Regions from separate parts of the Hordeum vulgare genome. Here region 1 is linked to region 2. A link is a contact called in public HiChIP or PLAC-seq data. All regions are on one chromosome and are shown on one strand. The core of a region is the stretch at or near the end of the contact, and the rest is flanking DNA. Distances in the headings are between cores, read along the strand shown.

What was found. HiChIP or PLAC-seq counts read pairs in DNA pulled down with a chosen protein or histone mark.
Region 1: an H3K4me3 HiChIP or PLAC-seq map of embryo shows a contact between it and region 2, with 7 times the contacts expected there. The contact joins the promoter of LOC123428207 here to the promoter of LOC123428203 in region 2. A contact is called at or near these places in 1 of 6 Hi-C or Micro-C datasets (seedling) and 1 of 1 datasets of contacts at active chromatin or transcription factors (embryo).

The regions. Positions count from the first base shown.
Region 1 is chr2H:639,434,013-639,437,261 of MorexV3_pseudomolecules_assembly, forward strand. LOC123428207 (programmed cell death protein 2-like) reads right to left here and starts at 1,875. Exons shown (of 8, transcript XM_045112388.1): 1 at 1,551-1,875; 2 at 733-965; 3 at 463-546; 4 at 126-217; 5 at 1-30. The coding sequence starts at 828.
Region 2 is chr2H:639,259,619-639,262,782 of MorexV3_pseudomolecules_assembly, forward strand. It overlaps LOC123428203 (DNA-directed RNA polymerases IV and V subunit 2-like), which reads right to left and starts at 1,523. Exons shown (of 8, transcript XM_045112386.1): 1 at 1,429-1,523; 2 at 1-91. The coding sequence starts at 68.

The DNA.
Region 1 (3,249 bases), core at 625-3,124, 170 kb after region 2:
TGGCACTTCTGAACCCTTAGGACCTTCCAACTTTAAGAATCGAATAAAATCAAAAGTTAGACAAACTCTTAACTTCAAATCATACTGAAGATCTGAATAACATGTAACTGTACCAAACCACTTGCCTTTGGGGGTTAGGGCTGCATTTTGGGGTCGGGCAAACAAGCACATACAGTGTCCTCTCTTCAACGTTAAGCTTCGCAAGAGGAGCATAAACCTGAAGTTACTACACAAATATGAGAAAAACACAGCAAAGCTCGTAGTGCTGAGACAGAGGTGTTGGCTACCATCATTGAAAGAAGCTAGTACCCAACAACAATTTAGGGCACTGTAAGTCTGTAACATAGGTACAAAGATGATAAATTCATACAGTATTCCATTCCCTTGTATGGACGTCTATCAGAACATGCTTCAGCTCTTTAACATTCTTAGCCAATTTATTTAGTAAAGGAAAAAACTCGCCTGAGCAACAAGGCAGAGCCTGGTTCCACACAGTTTGCATTGGAGCAATTTAGCTTCAGTCCCCAAATCCTCGGCTGGCCAATCCTGCAGAAGGTCCATAAAAATTACTCAAACAGGAGCCGGCAAAAGCCTCCCCTTGGGAAAATTGTTCCACCTTTAGAGAGCTTATTTCCAACTTCCCAAGAGAAGGAGCAGAGATAGTGGTTCGTGAGCCAAAAACGAAATTAAAGAAGAGATGGAGAAGAAAACATCAAGTTAGCAATGACATACAGGGACCCCGCCGATCTTGGTGGTGTAGTGGTCGGCCTTCTCCCGGTAGTCCTCCGCCCAGGGCCCAGGGAGGCCCAGATGAACCTCCTCCGTCATCCCTGCCGCCACCCTGCTATCCCTCGGAAGATGCGAGCTCTACGGAGCTGGCGGACGGCCGCGGGAGACAAGAACCGCGGACTCGACGGCGGACGGCAGCTGGAAGAGAAGGGTTAGGCAGCTAGCGTGTGCTCTGCCTGGGTGGGGGCAAATGCTACTCAGGCATGGTTCTGCGAAAGACCCTGTAATGTAAAAAAGAAGCCCGGACGGCCCACAATGTACTCGGAAAGCAGCCTGACTAAGCCCAAATGCTTGTTCGACTATTGCAAAAACAAAAATATTAAAATGGAGATCAACTAACTCGAGGTTAACCTTTACGGAGGACATTCACGCATAGTTTATAAAACCGAACCGGAAATCGAACCGAAAAGGTTGTCGGTCAGGTTTTTACTGGTCAGACCGCCGATTCACCGGTTCGATTGTCGGTTTTTAAGCAAAAAAGTAATAAATATTGAGTAATATATGTGCTGATATAATGTGAAACAATGGTCAAACAAAATTATTTTCATGTAGTGGACAACAAAGTAGAATAGTTGAATTGGTTATAGGGCCGTGGGTAAGCCTCGCATATTGCTTAGAGGACATGTTGGACGGACAGCAGGAAACATCTAGCAAATTCAAGCATCAATCCATCCATCCATCTAACAAATAGCTATTTTATCTATGAGCAACAGCAGACAAAATGAAGAGGGAAGAAACAGAGATGGGAAAAAGAAGCTCACCGTGAGCGTCGAAACTGGCCAGCAGGGGGCAAACTGCAGGGTGGGGCGGATTTGAGGAGGGAGGCGGGGCGGGGCCTGGCCTGGCCGGCGGCGGCGCCGTAACCCTAGCCGCGGGGCAGGGCGAACTATGGGGCGGGGCGGGGTTGACGGCAGGGTGGGGAGGGATTGACGGGGCGGGGCGGGGCCGGCCTGAGGAGCCAAGATGGCCAGCGGGGGCGGCGACGGCTTGGCCGGCAGCGACGGCGAGATGGGCGGCGAGGTGAGGCGGGAGGGGAGCGCAGCGAGGCCAGAGGGAAAACGGGTCGTTTTTGGTTCCAGGGACTAGAATCTGCTCAAAAGAACTGGGCCTATGTCTTGTTTATAATGAGACGTAGCGAAGCCTCGCTAAAAGCAGCCGTCAAGAATGGCCCGGCCCACAGCAGGGGCCACAGGCCACTAGCGCTTTTATCATCTTCTATTTTCTCTTCATATTTTTGCTAAATAAAGTTTCTTACTTCATTTATTTTTTATTATATTCTAATATAGCTATAAAAAATCACATTACATAAAGGAAATTAAAAATGTTAAACATGTATTCCCAAGATGTATATGTATAAAAGAAAATAATTATGACGTATAGAAAGCAATGTACAGTGTATATGGAAATAACTAAATATCAAACGAATATAGTAAAATGATAATTATGTGTTAAGTAAAATAAAAATTCATGAAAACCGAGAAAGAAACAACCACAAAATAAAACAAGAAAATAGAAAGAAAAAACCACAGGGGAAACCGTCAAGAAATAAATACAACCGAAGAAAAAACACACTAAAGAAAATCAATGAAAAGGCAACAAAGTGGAGATAACCGATAAAGAAGCAGAGTAAATCGAAAATAAAAAATAAAAAATGAATAAACAAGCCAGAATGAATGAGCAATCGAACAAGAACCCGCATCCTGGACCTGGATTGATCAAACAGCAAAAAATAAAGACAACAATAGGCTGGTCCAGTAACTACACAAGGAGGAAACCCTTCATGCGAGCGGACAATTCATCTCGCTATAAGTGAGATAGACGGTTGGCACTATTACACAGTACACACCCATATGCATCGAATAATCGCAGCTTTGCTGAAGCAAAGCGAGCGAGAGACGCGACATGGGCCGTCTCCTTTCGAGCAAGAAACCAGTTTTTTAAGTTCCCTCAACTAGGTTTTTTTCGATTTTTTTTACCTTTTTTTTTGGGGGGGGGGGGGGTCCTGATTTGATTTTTATTTTCTCCTTTTTCTGATTTTTTTTACAATTTACAATGAAAACAGAAACCTAAATTTTATTTATATCGCAGAAAATGTACAAAAACCTAAAGTTTATATTAAAAAAACAAATAGTGTGTTCAGAACATACTAAGAAAATGTTAAGTGCGCATTTTAAATTCACTGCTTAAAAATAAGAGAATTCAAAATTGGTCACTTTTTATGAGAAAAATGTTCACGTTAAATATATTTTTTTTGAGTTTACGTACTCATACATTTTCACGTTTTATTAAAAAAATATTCACATTCGTCCAAGAATTTGTTGATGTTTCTTGAAAAACTTTGGATCAGCCGTTGTATTTAGTTCTTAAAAGTGTGCGCTGCCTATTTGATCACTAACACTTAGTAGTGCAAGTGGTAAGGTTGTGAGCTTGGTTTTAGTAGTCGCACAACACGGCTCGCTA
Region 2 (3,164 bases), core at 273-2,772:
TCCATGGGGTCCAGCTCAGGCTCAGCGCCGTTTGTTGATTGCCCACTATCGCTTGATGGATCTTCCATTACGCAAGCACAGGCAGTTAACCCTGTCAAGTACCACGATTCACAACGCCGTCATAAAACAACAGATTAGATATTGATAATTTTAATTTTAAAAGGCAACATAAAATGCCATATACGGTACAGCATTAAATACTGGAAATCGGGTTATGGAAATGATACACGTGGCACATGTACACACGCACGTGTGCAGCGTTTTCTCGAAAAGGTGAATACCTCAATCCCAGCAGGTAAACAAATGAAGCATGTGGCGTACAGTGACGTAAGTAGCACAAAATGTCTAGTAACAGATTTCACAAATGAAAAGAAACCCTACCCTAACTTACTCCAACGCCGCTACATAAGTAGAAAACGATGATGTCTGCCACCCTAACACCAAACAGTGTTGACCACACTGGCTCACAATCATTACCGTCCGCGAACAGATGGCTTACAGTGCACTAACAAACACAAAACGACTATTAACCGATTGCACAAATAAAAATAAACCCTACCCTGACTTACTCCAACGCCGGTACGTAAGAGGAAAACAATGGTGTCGGAAACACTAGCACCAAACAAATCACTGTGTTGACACCCCCAGCTCACAATCATTACCGTTCGGGAACAGACGGCGTGCTTTCCAAGCCATTCAACATCATTTGTCCAAGCAACTACAAACAGATATCCTCCCATCCTCACGGTGCGCTACGTAGCACAAAACCACTATTAACCGATTGCGCAAATAAAAAAGAAACCCTAGGCTGATTTGCTCCAACGCCGGTACATAAGCGGAAAACAATGATGTCAGATACCCCTAACACCAAACACAATCATCATCACCGCTCGCGAACTGAGGAGGTGCATTGGAAGCCAATGGACGCTTGTCAAAACAGCTAGAGACAGATCCCCCCACCAATGTGGCCCAACGATCTGAATCCCATCGATACAACGCGAGCAGTAGTGCCTACACTACAGAGGGGGAGGATCTAACAAGGGGAACGTTCGCCACTCCTGCCGTATTATCCTAGCAAACGGGAAGATCCAACCCAAACTTTTGACAGTAGGAGCCACTCCCACCGTCTTCAGGTTGAAAAAAAATCCCAAACCCTTTTCGGGGGGGAATAAACCTTTCTAGGGTTCTTCGCCAACAGAACGAACCCGTCAGGCCCGGGTAGGCCCGCGCCGGAGCCCGCGCCAGCCCGGCGGGGCGAGGAGAAGGACGACGACGGCGGTGAAAGGAAACTCTCGATGCGCCGCGCTTGGGCGGAAGGGATGGAGAGCGGGCCTGGATGCGCCGCGAAGGGGGGATCTACGGCGTACGGGGTACGAACCCGAAAAAAAATGTGTTGGAGGGGGGGGGAGCGGCACTGCCGGACCGTACCTGCGGCGGCCCCGGGAGGGGAGGGGAGAGGAGGAAACCCTGGCGGCCTCGCCTGGACGGAGGGCGGTCGATGCTCCCGAGGGTGGGTGGGTGCCGGTGGGGGGGGGGGGGGGGTGGCCGGAGACGGAGGGGTTTAAATGGGGGAGAGTGCGGTGCCGGGGGACGGGGACGGGGACGGGGAGTGACTGTCGAGGCGAGGCCGGTGCGGCGTCATCTGCTGCTGTCCGGGGATGGGGAGGGAGGAGGGAGGGACATCAGCCGTTCAGAGTGCGCTGAGCCCCAGATCCGACGGCTGGGGTTGCTGCTTGGCGTTCATCGAGGGGACGGCGCGGGATCCTCTGCGCAGACACGCAGGTCTCGTTGCCAACGGGCTCACGGCACAGGTGGCGGCTCAGGTGGTGCCGCGGCAGGACAGGTGTGCAACATAGGCGCAGCGCCAGTCACGGCTTCCATGTGTCTTGTGTGTGTGTGTTTTTAAGGTTGGCCTCATCTTCAACTAACTCAATAAGGTGAGAGCTCCAATAAGTACCATGCATTAAAAAAAAGTATGGATGCTTTCCCCGTTTTGCATCCAACCATACCTATGACCAAACGGGCCAGCACGGTCCGGCCCGTTGTAAACAGGTCCAACACGGCACGGCCAACACCGGCACGTTTACTAAGCAGGCCGTGTCGTGTCAGCCCGTGGGCTGCGCCTTCAGGCCGAGGCACGGGCCGGTTATTAAACGGGCCGACATGTTGGCCCGCTTAGCACGCTGGTCTGCATATTTTTAACCTAATGGCTTATTTTTTAGGCTATTGGACCATATATTATGTATATACATTTAAAAAAATCTAAAAATATATATATAATAAACGGGTTGTGTCGTGTCTGGCACGGGCCCATTTAAGTCGTGTCGTGCCTGGCCCATGACGGGCCGTGCCGACGGGCTCGCGCGCCGGTCTGTTTAGCCCAACCTGTTTGGCCAGCTATACACCCAACCATGTGAAAACCTAGCCACCATCTTCAACCCACGAGTGGAGGCTGCAAGCTCCCCGAACTCCGATATCATCGGGTTTTCTTTCCCTCCATCAGGTGCTCCAACGACGGCGAAACAGATGTTATAATCTCAGGACCTTATTCCACGTGCATGTAGTAGTCTATCTGCTTTTGTTAGGTTTTTGGTTTTACATGTATCCCACTCTCGTTTTGGTGGCCGTGGTGGCTAATAAGTTTAATCTGAATCTCCCGTCAATGTAGGGGTATTGGATCTAATAGGCGGTGTCATTTTGGATCCTTTGGATTTGGGTGGACGCTTCGTGTGTCTTTTTATTGGTCGAGTATGCAGGTAATGGTCCTTTTCTTTCTCTTTATTCATTGTTTTTTATTTATATCATATTCTTTTCATCAATCAAATGCAAGTGATCGGACATATAAAAAAAATGATTGCATAAATAAGGGACACGTCCAGTTACTAAACGAACGCGTCTGCGAACGTTTAAAGAGTCATATTTGCTAAATACCGTTGTAGATGCTCTTATGCTTCATACGTAAACCATCATGAACAAACACAAGAGCTAATTAGACGTGGCCTTGTAAGCGGCTAGTGGCTCCGTCGTCTCGACGTAGACGAATGTTTGGCTCCGGCGGCGGATGCTGGTGATCAGCGTCCCCTGGTCCATGTCGGGTACGCACACCACGTCGGACGACGACTCGCCTGTACTCGCGTAGTGCCCGTAGATGAAGAAATCCTTGA